Regions from separate parts of the Anser cygnoides genome. Here region 2 is linked to region 1. Evidence: chromatin contacts called from public Hi-C data. All regions are on one chromosome and are shown on one strand. Each heading gives the region's core, a stretch centred on a gene start, on an enhancer-like site or on the middle of the called end of the contact. The rest is flanking DNA. Distances are from core to core; before and after follow the strand shown.

Region 1 (6,033 bases), core at 2,499-4,998:
GTCGCTGGGATGAAATGAAATCTGTACTGCTTTGAAATGAAATCAGCATTAACTCCGAACCCTGATATTCTCTAATTGTTGCAGCGAAAAGTTGATGAGGTAAAACTTTGGATGGACCCTGCAGGAAAGAAGGACCAAAGTCTATAGGCTGCCTTGATTTGCACACATATAGTGTAGTCTCTGTATAGTGTAGGGAAGGTAGTCTCCACTACCTTCCCATACACTTGCAAACGCACTCCTTTAGACCATTAAAGCAGTGTAAAAAAAAACTCTGATAGTAAAAGGTCTTAAGAAAATTAAAGAGGAAGCTGATTATGGCCTCATTACGCTTAATTTCAGGTATTCCAGTACCCTGGTATTAGAGTGCTTTGGAAAGACATTGCAAATAAAAACAGAGGTTGAGGTCAGGTAAAACTCCTAAACCATGCTGTTGGGGTGGTGGTATGTCAAGGAAAGATTTGATTGGAAAGTTAATGGATTTATTTATTAACATGGAAGGTAACCTAAGAAACTTTTAACTCGCTTTGCCTTTCACAGAGCTTTGCAGATTCCTTTCTGCAGTGCTTGTGTCAGACATGGCAAAGCACATCCCCACCAGTTTTGTTTACAAAACAGTTGTTCCCAATCAACATGCAGTGCATGCTCGATTTCCTGTCCTGTGGAGCACTCTGGGAGTGCAGTAGCTGGGAACTGCAAGTTCCCTTCACCCTTCTGTCCCGTCATTGGGCTGACCAGCATCTCACATATGCATCACGACCCCGAGTGTATTCTTCCATGGTTGAATTATTTAAGTCTGCCTCTAACTGGAGTTAAGAAATCTGTAACTTTAAAAATACTGTGCCTGTTGCGAGAGAGGAAAATAAAAAAAAGCTTTCTCTCCAGACAAACCTGCACTGTATAAGCTTCCTGATCTGTAAACTTTTCACTTTACAAAGCAGCTGTACAAAGCTACTGTTTCATCTTGTCTGTTTTCTGTACCAAGTGCCTATGTGTTCTGGGATTTGCTGTTCAAAGCTTTTGCTTATTTGATTTTCTTGTCCTCCTCTGACCTCTGCAGGACTAAAGCATTCCCCCTCTGGTTTCACATTCTTCCCCAACAAGCCCGTATTGGCTAGATATTTCCTTTGGCCTTGTCCTGGAATCACTTAGCAATTTCTTTCCCCTTGGACTCATCCGGGTCCAGATCTGGAAACGGATGGTGGTGTCCTTTGTTCAGCTGTGCCAAAATGCCAACCAGGTACTACTGGGACTAGTTTAGGTGGTTTTTTTTCCAAGTTTGAGGAAGAATGTGCAGGGAAGAAGAGTAGGAATGGAGGCATCAAGGACTTTGGTTCTTACTGCTGCTTCTCTGTTAAATGTGGCAGCTCCCAGCAATTTCTCTGTTTGGAGGAACGATGGGTGAATGGAGAGACCGCTTTGATTTCAGAAGCGGATGGCTTCTGATGAAAGGCCACTGGAACAGCCTGGTCTTCATGATGGTGGCCACTTCAGTTTGCTTTAGCTGTTGTAAATAAAGACCTGGTTTTACTTTTCTTTGTCCATGTGTTGTGTTTTTTTATTTCTCCTCTAGCTCCTGGCCTTGCCCCAGGCTCCTATCTCAGGCCGCTTTGGCCTGTTTCTTCTGGCTGGTGCCTATGCCCTGCTTGTCAGTGTTGGCATGAGGCGCTAGCGTGGGGCTGGAACAGTGGCTGCCCTGTGTCAGCACTGCTAGGCAGTGATTTCCATCACGAGGATTTATCTGTGTACGGAATCTCTTATCAGGAAGCAGTAGCACGCTCTTATCAGAAAGCACCACATAACCGTGCTTAACCCTCTGAAACTTAGAACTGCACCATTTGGAAGTTCTTGGAAAACCTGAGAATGTATAATCTGTACGCATGCTGGAAAATAGCCTCCCCCACCAGTAAATAGTCTGAGAAAGTGCCGTACCCGAAACAATTCACAAGTATGAATTCAAAGCAGGTATGCAGGGTAATAACAGCAATAGCAACGCAGCAGTTGAAATGATTATAGGGTGTGTGTTCAAATCTAGAACAGTATTGCCACTGGGGCATGAAGATATTCCCTTGAAGGTATCCCGCTGCCCAGGCCTTCAACATTATCTTCAACATCATTATAACATTTGGTTATTTGAGTGACTTGTTTATATTGGTTTCAGTGCTCCCCTGTAGTCCTAATACTGCAAAGTTTTTGCTGACACACAAAAATTAGAGAAAACAGCGCGCACGCACAGCCAATGCTGAATCAACAAAATACTTGCAGGTACATCGATTGAAGCTCTAACAAAGCAAGACTTTGAGTTAAGCTGTGAGCTGTTATTTTAAATAGGGTTTTCCAGCGCCATCTAAAGGTGAATAAACGTTGTGAATTTGTAACTTCCAGTTGCTGTGCCTGCAGTCACTAGCAATGGGAGGTTTTTGCTCCTTAAGAGTCGATAACGTTGAGGTCTCAGGTTGTGCTTTGTATCTTTTGGTGCTTTACCAAAAGCTCAGTATCAAGATCTTACTGTTACAGGGAGGCAGAGAGACAAAAACCTCTCATTTCGGTTGCTTTGGCCTCTCCATTAGGGACTGCAGTGTCTGCAACACTCCCTCAGACTCCCGATCTGTTCCAGCAGGAGTATCTGTCCATTCATCGCTGTCCAACTTATTTAGGCAGCGTATGGTGACCAAGTTTTTCAATTTAGTTTCCCCAGAGATGGATGAAGTGGCTTTTATGAGGTCACCCCAGGAGAGCTGGGGCAGCAATAGCAGTAAGTTTCATGCTCTGATACTATCTCTAGCTTTCAAGTACTTAGAGCTATCATGCAAGCATACCCACGGTTACATGTCCCCCAGGTTTAAGTGCCCCTAGGTTAATTACCTCAAGCACTGCCCTGCAGTTTGTTTAGTACAAGGGGCATGAGACGCTTGGTGCTCCCAGGGTGCCCTTGTGAGGGGCTGGGAGGGCAGGAGGTGCTTATGCAAGGTGTGGGATGCTCCCAGGGCACTTGTGAAAGGGGTGCTCGTACAAGGAGTGGGGTCTGCCCCTGTCCCCTGCCCCTGTCCCCACCACCCCAAAGGGACCCAGGTGTCTGGAGGCCGTCCCCTCCCACAGACCCAGGTGTCCAGGACTTGCCCTGCACCAGGAGGACCCAGGCACCCCTGCCCCCATCCCCCTGAGGACCCAGATGTCCCCACCCCACCATCCTCCAGCTGTCCAGGCACAGGGACAAGGCACAGCTCACACGCGTTTTATTTATTGTCCTCAACCATGACGCAGGGGCTGCACCCAGCATGCCCCAGGCATCGGGGGAAGTCACCAAGGTAGTGAAATGACGTGGCATGGCACTGGGGTGGCAGGTACAACATGGGATTGGCATCACTGGGATGCGGGGAGACAACGTGGGGTTTCACCGGGACTGGTGGGGGGACATGGGGTGATGGTGTGGGGACATGGGATGTCCTCATGTGTTGCTGCAGGACCCATGACACACGGCCCTCCCAGAGATATCCCCAACTCCGCTGCGCCCCACAGCGACACGCGTCCCATGTCCCAGTGCCCCCCCCCCATCCTATACATGTCCCCGTTTGTCCCCCCGGCATCTTCAGGTCCTACCCGTGCTCGCAGATGAGCTCGACGATGCTGTGCTCCCTGGGGACGGGGTCGAGGCAGCGGTGGGCAGCGCTGGCGGCCACCTCGTCCAGCAGCCCCTGCACCACGCGCTCATCAGCAGCAGCCACCTGCACCTGCTGCAGCCCGAAGCACCCCAATGTCTGCAGCCGCACGCACTCCAGCAGCGTCTTCAGGCTGATCTTGATGATCCCCGTCAGCACCGACACCTGGGACGTAGGGACAGCAGGGACAAGTGGCACGGTGGGGACAGGGACACCCAGCGCAAGGAGGCCTCGAGTCATGTCCGCACAGGGATGCAGAGAAATTAGGGACACCCCTCTTGGGGTCATCGGCACCTAGGACACCCTCATCCTCATCCTAACGTGTGTCAGGACATGGGGACGTGTCACGCAGGAGGTCAGGGATGCCCTCAGTGTGGCTGTTGGGTGCGGACCAGTCTCACCACTGCAGAGACACGGGGACACCCTCAGCCTGGTCCTCAGCCCCAGGGGAGCACCCTCAGCACCACTGCCTGGGGACAGTGGGGACATGTGGCATGTGTTGGGACCTCAGCTGGGCTGAAGGCATCACCACATTCCACCAGCGTGGGGACAGTGGGGGACATCCATGTCCTGGTTGCTAGCCCCAGGGAGTCCCCCTGAGCCTGGACACAGGGCAGGGGGACACAGGGGACATGCGGTACAGCGAGTAGGACAAGGACGCCCTCGGCCTGGCTGCTGGGGTTAGAGAGACCTCGAGTCACATCAGTGTGGGGACACAGGGAACACTGACACTCGCCCCTGCCATCTGCCCCAGGGATCGACCCCCCCCAAAGTCCCTTGTCTTGGTCATCAGCCCCTGAGGAATCCCAGAACCCCAGCACTGGGACACAGGGACACCAGTGACATGTGACAGGTGAGAAGATGGACAGCTTAGGGGCCTTCGGGACACCTGAGGGACACCGGGACATCCCTATGGCCTCACCTTGTTGAACTCAACAGGGCTGAAGATGTTGATGCGTTCGGAGAAGAGCTTCTGGATGTTGCTGAGCAGGTGGGTGCCAATCGGGGCACTGGGGACGATGAAACCAGGACAATCAGGGGAGGCAGGGGACTGTCAGGGGACAGGGACGCAGAGGTGGTCGGAGGGAGGACATGGGGATGGTCAGAGGACACCGTGACAGATGGGACGTAAGGGCTGTATGGGGACACAAATGGGCAGGGGATGTGGGGAGTGTCACAGCACAGGGACTGAAGGCACGTGGGGATCATCAAGGGATACTGGGATCTGGAGACACGGGGACAGTAGGGGAAGATGGGAATAATCAGGGGATACTGGGACACTTTGGGGACACGGGGACAGCCAAAGGATGTGGGGACCATGGGTGGATACTGGGACAATTTGGGATATGAAGATGGTAACAGGGACACAGGGACTGTAGGGGAACATTGGGATCATTTGGAGCCATGAAGACAGCCAGGAGGACACGGGGCTGGTCACGGATGTGGGGACAAAGGGGTGACACGGGGCTGACAGGGAGGTGACTCCAGTGATAGGAGTGACCTGGGGGCGTAGGGGGGGTACAGCGAGTACCACAGGGAGCACAGGGGTGGCCAGAGCTGGCCAAGTGGGTGACTGAAAGGTGTCCCAGGGGGTGACCAAGAGGTGGCCTGGCTGACAGGGCTGACCTGGGGGCGTAGCGCCCAGGCGCCCGCGAGCTGCTGTAAACAGGGAAGGCGTGCCGGCTCGAGTCGCTGCTCTGCGCCCACCGCACCCCCTCCTCCAAGAGCTGCTCCACCTGCAGCATCACACCGCTCAGTGCCAGTGTCCCCCCAAACCCACCCCAAATACCCCCTGGGGATTCCCCAAACAAGCCAGGATCCCTCAAAACCCTCTGAGACCTCCCAGTCTATTTGGGATCCTCTCAGACCCCTCTGTCTCTCCCTAAAATCCTCAACAACCTTACGGACACCTCAGGGAATCTCCTCTTGACCTTTCAGAGACTTCAGCCCCCCTGCCAGGGACCCTCTAGGACTCCAAAACCCTCCCAGGAACCCTCTGGGATCCCTGGGGGTGCTTTAGGGAGCCCCACAGGGACCATCTGCAACATCCTAAAATCCTCAATGTACAAAGGGCACGGGGACACGTGGGGACGTGTGAGGATGCTCCACGTGCAGCCTCAGCCCCGTGTCCTTGGGGTTCAGGGACATGGGGACACAGAGATATGGCTCCTTGGTGGCACAGGGACATGAGGACATGTAGAGGCCTCCCCCAGCGCCCCCACGCACAGCACCATCCTTTGTGAGAGTACACAGGGACATCAGGGGGCACGTGGGATGCTCTGGGCTGTCCCAGTGTGCTGCACCACTGCTGTCCTCACATCCTTGTAGCGTTTGGAGGGACTCAGGGATGTGCAAAGGCCTCCTGGGAACATTCTGT
Region 2 (6,033 bases), core at 2,052-4,551, 150 kb before region 1:
CTTGAAAGCGCTGCAGTCAGCCCTCACAAGAGGGGACAGAAAGGTTCAACCCAATTTGCAGCTCTTCTATCTGAGAGATTCCCAAGATGAATCACTCACCTCTTCCGCCAAACGGCCTGTTAGAAAATCTCATGCTGCTGTAAGTTTAGTTTTTAAGAGATAAGAACTATATACAAGAAGTGGCTAAGTAATATTTTAGCTTGAATAACAATGCTGTATTTCCACAAATGGCTGCTTTGCACACAAATCTACCTTTCCAAAGAAATATTGGTGTGCCAGCCATCAGGAAAGATTTCTCTTAATATTTTCCTCAGAATAAAATAAGAAGCAGACAGGCTTTCTTTTCTTAGCTGCGATTTCTATGCTTTTTACACCACGCAGAACTTTTAGGATAAAATTATATGTAAGATGTAACCAGAGGATCCCAAACTGGTAATCAAAGAGCATCCAAGACGCAAGGACTGGCACGAAAAGAGTGACCACCGCCCTTCTGCCCCCCACACTGGCTACCAGAAGGGGAGGAAGGTTTCCTCTTCAAAAGAGTTGCCACAAACCTCTACATTGATCATGCAGGGGAGATAAATTACACTATTTTACTGAGGTTCCCTGCTCCCCAACAAAAAGTCGCTGCTCCTCTTTTTCAGCTTCAAGTATCGGTAGGCATCTGCCACAGGTAACGGAAAGCCAGCTTCCATTGGATTTTGTTGCCTGCTCACAGGTAACAAAAAAAACACAACCAAACAACAACAAATTCCCTGCTACCAAAAACCTGTAAGACACATCAGCATTTGCTCTTCTGCAGGTCACAGAAACGAAGCCACAGTGATGCCACAGAATACATGTGGGGATATAAAGAAAAAACAAAGTGTTTTTTTCACGCTAGCTCAGTACAAATGTAAGATCTACTATGCTTCAAACTGTACAGAAAAAAAAAAGTCAAAACCTCAGCCACAAAGGGATCCTTTGTTTGTATTCAGAGAGCTAATTCTGTAAGCAGACAGGCAAGAAACAGTCACAGGTACTGGAAAGAAGAGCAAACACATTTCCTAGGACAGCAGCTTGCCAGGCAGGCCTGAATATTTCCAGCACTCGGTAGCAGTAGGTGTTCTGAAATTAGTTCAGGCATAAGAGATCCAGCCAATCTGCTTCATAAAGCTCCTTCCCATTTCCTTTCCTTGACATTTCCCAATGGCAAAAAGAGCTGTCGAGGTACTGACCAAGCAGGTTCCCAGAATGTAATTAAAATACAGTATTTTCCAGGTTAAAGTCATTAGGACTGAATAAGAATACGGGCAATTATACAGCACCTAACCTGTTTTTCAACGTTTTAAAAAGATTTAAAAAGAGAAGACGGCTAAGAACTACCACCTTTCCAAAGCATTACATTTATAGCAGTAAAGTTACCTTTGCAAACTGAACTACTTTAAACTGATTTCTGCCTGTGTCCACAAGTCCCACGTTACTTAACGTTTCCAAACCGAGCAGGCCATGTCAGTAACCTTATCCAACAGCTTCTGAACTTCAAGGAGAAAAGGTGCTTTCCACGTAGTTCATGTGGGCAAAGACAGCGGGCACCTACCCTTTTAGGTTTCTATTTTCTGGAACCAGCACAAAAGCACTGTTAAGGGCCACGGGAAGAAAACGGCTCCTCTGAATCATTTTTCTTCTTGCACACAACAGAAAGTTTAGCTTGTCTTTTGGTAAATGACGCTCAGACACGCAATGCCATCATGCATGGGTCAAAAGTAACAGAAGGGAAAACCTATAAACTTTTACAAGCATTTACACTCCTAGATGCCAGCACAAGTAACATGCAGAATTGAGTAATAAAAAAAGAAAGTCACCTGAAAATAGGTAAGTTAAACCTTTCTATAACACACTTGTACACTTGTCCCTACTTTCCTCCTGGAAAGAACTAGCTGATAAAGCAGAAGCCTTAAAGAAGGGTAGCACATTTGTACATCCAAGGAAAAAGTTCACCTGGACAAATGAACTGCAGTTACAGCATTTTAGGAGAACGAACCCGTACAAGCAGCAGACTATGTGCTGCCCCCACACACAACAAAAAGGTGCAGGAAGGCGAGATTAAACAATAGCAGCATCAGGTGTTTTGTAGGCATCACAAGACCCCAGAAAAGAACTCCGTTAAGAAGATAACACGAAAGTGACAGTGTTTTACCCATTTTCCATTTATAAGAAGGCACTCCTCAGCAGACCTCGGCAGGATCCAGTTGCCCACTCATTCACTCAGCCTACATGAGGCAACGCTCATGTGCTCTGCGAGAAAGTTCCTCCTGTCCTTGAGATGAGGATGTCCCTCCGCTGTACTCGCACGTCAGCTCCTAAAGAGACCTCCTAGAGGTCCTGCAGGATCTAAGCGCTTCTCAGCGGCTCGTGCTAGCAGAAATACCACCCGGTATCAGCGGCTTCATCGAGATCCACACCCCCCGGGGCTCTGCTGCTGCCCAGATTGGCAGGGTCAGAGCCAAGCGTCCTCCTCCTGCTGCTCCCAAATGTCAGACCCGAGCCAAACCGTGCCGGCCCTCAGCTCGGATTCCAGGCGAGGGGCTGCAGCGTCAGCGGGCTTCTTCTCTGCTCAGCGATGAAGGAAAGCGGCGTTTGCTGTTGGGTTTCCTTACTGAAAGAGGACGCGCGCAGGTGCTGGCCGGAGCAGGTTCCTGGAGCCCCTCCAGCAGAGGAGGGATTTAAAAGCGCTGCCACGGGCACGAGCGCATCTCGTCCCGCAAGGACCGCTCGTACCAAAACCCCCGGCGGGGAATCACCCCGTTTCTGGCCAAAAACATCCCCGTGCTTATCTTCCGAAGGGAGCACGCCACGGAGCTGTGCGGAACACCCAAGGGTACCGAGGGCTGCTGCCCTGCGGGGCTACAGCGAGCACCGACACGGGGAGCCACGGAGAGGGAAAAACAGGTTAAAATCCTGACAAAACAGGCACGGGCACGGAGGTGCCCACACGCTACGAGCTCCTGGAGTACCAGCAGACACCTCTAGACCCCCCCGCATCACCACAACCCACCCCCCATCGCGACACCCCCATATCGCGACACCCACCGGGAGCCCCCCCCCCGCCTCCTCACCAGAAGAAAGTGTTGGTGCCGTCGTCGTACACCTCGGACTCGGTGCTGCGGCGCGGGCCGAGGCCGTCGGGCTGCTCCTCCAGGGCGGCCTTGCCCAGCGCCCCGCCGGGGCCTCGGCGCTCGCCGCGCCTCATGGCGGCCACGGCCGCGCGTGCCCGCCCGCCGCGGGTGCGCGCAAAGGCCCCGCTCGGCAGAGGGAAGGGGAGGGGAAAGGGCGGGGCGCGCCCCCGGCGAGGTGCGCGGGGCCGCGCGCAAGCGCACAGCGGGGAGGGAGGGAGGGAGGAGGCTCCCGTTGCCATGGCGACCGTGCGGCCCGGGGGAGGCATGGCGCCGCGCTGCCCCTCGGGGTGGTTCCCTCACGGGCAGCGTCCTGCCACCCCCGGGGCTGCCCCCGTGAAGGGGTTGTGTCGCCCAACACGTCGCACTCCTCCCTGGGGCCCTTCTGTGTCTGTCATGGCTTCCTCCGTCCCCGCAGGCACCTCGGGAAGCTGTCCTCTGGGGGCAATTCCTGTGGGGGCAACGGAGGAAGGTGGAGGAAGAGGCCGCCGGGCATCTTGTCCCTGCCCGTGGAACGGGATGGGCACTGAGGTCCCTTCCAACCCCAGCCGTTCCATCGTATGATCACGGCCCCACACAGGTCACTTCACGGGTGTCACTTCAAAAGTCACTCCGTTATCCTCGCTGCCGAACGCAAAGCGCAGCACCCCCGGAGCAAGAAGTTCACAAAGCTTGTTGAAAACAGGGTGGGAGAAGGGAGCTGTGGCTAGCTGAAGGCTCAGCAGGGTTTCAGGCTGTTGACTCTGTTCAGGTGGCAGTTTCACCGCGAGCATCCCCAACGCCATCAGGAATTCCTGCCTGATCCTTGTGAATGCGCCTTGAGCGTGTGAAACCTGAAAATATTCTTTGTTGGGGGTGTTGTTACAGCTCACTGTGGCAGGCATTTGCTTTGTCTGCAGGAAAAACAAAAACAATTGGGAAAACAGCCCTTTCAGCTGTGACAGGACAGCGTTATGCTAAGAGTACATGAGTGCATCTCAGCTTCTGTAGACAGTAGCAGTATTTGATGCTCAAATTCTGTATTTGTTGACAAAAGTAATGAAAGAATGATAATTAAAGAAAATGGCTTATGTTTATACCTACTTGCCTGAATTATCTGGGGACAAGTGATCCTTGCCAGACTGTTCTGCAGCTTTCAAGGAGCCCAGAGCGTGCACTCCAATTCCTTCCACCCCTGGCATCCTGGTTGTCCCAGCTCCTTGCAGATTGAAACATTAACTATTTGTAATTGGTTTTGCATTTGCAAAAGTGGCAGCATTTTGCTAGCAAAGCTTTCCGTTTCCAAATGGGCAGCCTGACCAGGGCTAGTGGTCGCACAGGAGCCACCTGCTCGCTTGTTCAGACACACACGGAGACATTTCTAGAGAGGCAAGTCCAAATGCATGATTTGGGTGCTCCCACGCCCTCAAGCTTGCTGTATTCTTAATCCTCCTTGACCCCCTCATGGGGTCTCTTACCTGCAGCAGAACATCCTGAGCTTTCCAAACTCATCATGAGGATCAGGGTCTTCAACCAAAACAAACCCAAACATGAGATACTGCTCCTGGCCCGTGGGTAGGGAGACCTTTCTTTCCAGCAAGATGCTAGAGCCATCCTGGTGCTTTCTGTGTTAGCAGACACCACATGGGAGAAGAAAACCCTGCAGGAGCGAAGAAGGGAAGCCAAGGAAGAAATGAGGGAAAATATTTAGGTGACTGTGAAGGAATGAGCTGGCCGCATGATGGCAGCAGCTAGCTAGGCAAAGAGCAAGGAGTGCGCGGGGTAATGAGCAGCAGAAATTGCTTGTAACCACCAGCTAGGAGCTATTAGAGCCATTTGTGTATGAAAGGAGCTTTGCTGGGTTGGCAACGCTACCATTCTGCTTGTTTTCTCTCTTGTTAAAGACAGAGCAAGTCTGTGTAGCTGCCACACCTGAGCAAGAAGGATTCAACCAAAGATTCTCCAAGAAGGTTGAATACCCCTGCCCTTTGAGAAGAAAACAATTCTGCAGGTACACTTCTGGCTACTGCACAGTCTTCTACTGACCTGAACTGCCCTCTCTCTCCTGGCAGCCCCACTATGTTTTATGAGACCTGGGGGCCCTTGGCCTGTTCCAAGAGATGCCACCAACTCCCACTGCAAAAGCAAAGGCTGCGGTCACACAGCTTTGTGTCACATTGGGAACATCCACCACATCTCACAAAGGAAACCTAAACAAGCTCTACATTAGTGTCCCTTTCTGCCCAGCCTAAAGCCCTGACGTGCAAAACAAATTAAATACACACAGTACTCACCAAGCAACAGCTGACGCAGCTTTCTGTAGTCATTGCAAGCACTGAGTCAGATCCAAGCCTTCTGGGCACTTATGGACTCCTACCTCCCTGTGTCTGTTGACATGGGCCCATCACCACTGCTTTGGGCCTTCAGGACAGGCAGAAATTCTCCAGGACCCAGCTTTTCGGAGGATCTTTTTTTCAAGGAGCTACAGCTCATTGGCCTGGTACAGCTGGAAGAAATGCACAAGAGGCTAAAATTGTACAGCCAGAGCAGAAGTTAGAGCTGATGGCATAAAAAGCAGGTTGGGAAGTGCAGTCAGGACTTTGGAAGAAGCTTTTTCATGAGGAGGGTTGTGCAGTGCCAGGTCACCTGAAGAGGTGGAGGAATGAATCTCTGTCAATTGAGGCTTTCAAGACTCAGCCAGACAGAGCCCCGAGGATCTAATGCCAACAATTCACCCACTTGGAGCAGGAGGTTAGACTGGAGACCTCCAGAGGCCCCTTCCAACAGCACTTCCATGTTTCTACGCCTTACAGGGTGAAGCCCCCCAGTACTTTCACCTGGAGCAGCACCACCTCGCACAGCCAGAAGGCTACAACATGCTGCTTTCTGTCACCTCCAG

The links. Hi-C and Micro-C count contacts between places; a contact is called where the count stands out from the background.
Region 2: a Hi-C map of liver shows a contact between it and region 1, with 2.7 times the contacts expected there. The contact joins the promoter of PTDSS2 here to the promoter of RIC8A in region 1. A contact is called at or near these places in 3 of 7 Hi-C or Micro-C datasets (granulosa cells and liver).

Annotation. Positions count from the first base shown.
Region 1 is chr5:34,909,220-34,915,252 of Taihu_goose_T2T_genome, reverse strand. RIC8A (RIC8 guanine nucleotide exchange factor A) reads right to left here and starts at 3,748. Exons shown (of 11, transcript XM_048065289.2): 1 at 3,598-3,748. BET1L (Bet1 golgi vesicular membrane trafficking protein like) reads left to right here. Exons shown (of 4, transcript XM_066998777.1): 4 at 1-1,532.
Region 2 is chr5:35,063,412-35,069,444 of Taihu_goose_T2T_genome, reverse strand. PTDSS2 (phosphatidylserine synthase 2) reads right to left here and starts at 3,301. Exons shown (of 12, transcript XM_048065169.2): 1 at 3,099-3,301. The coding sequence starts at 3,232.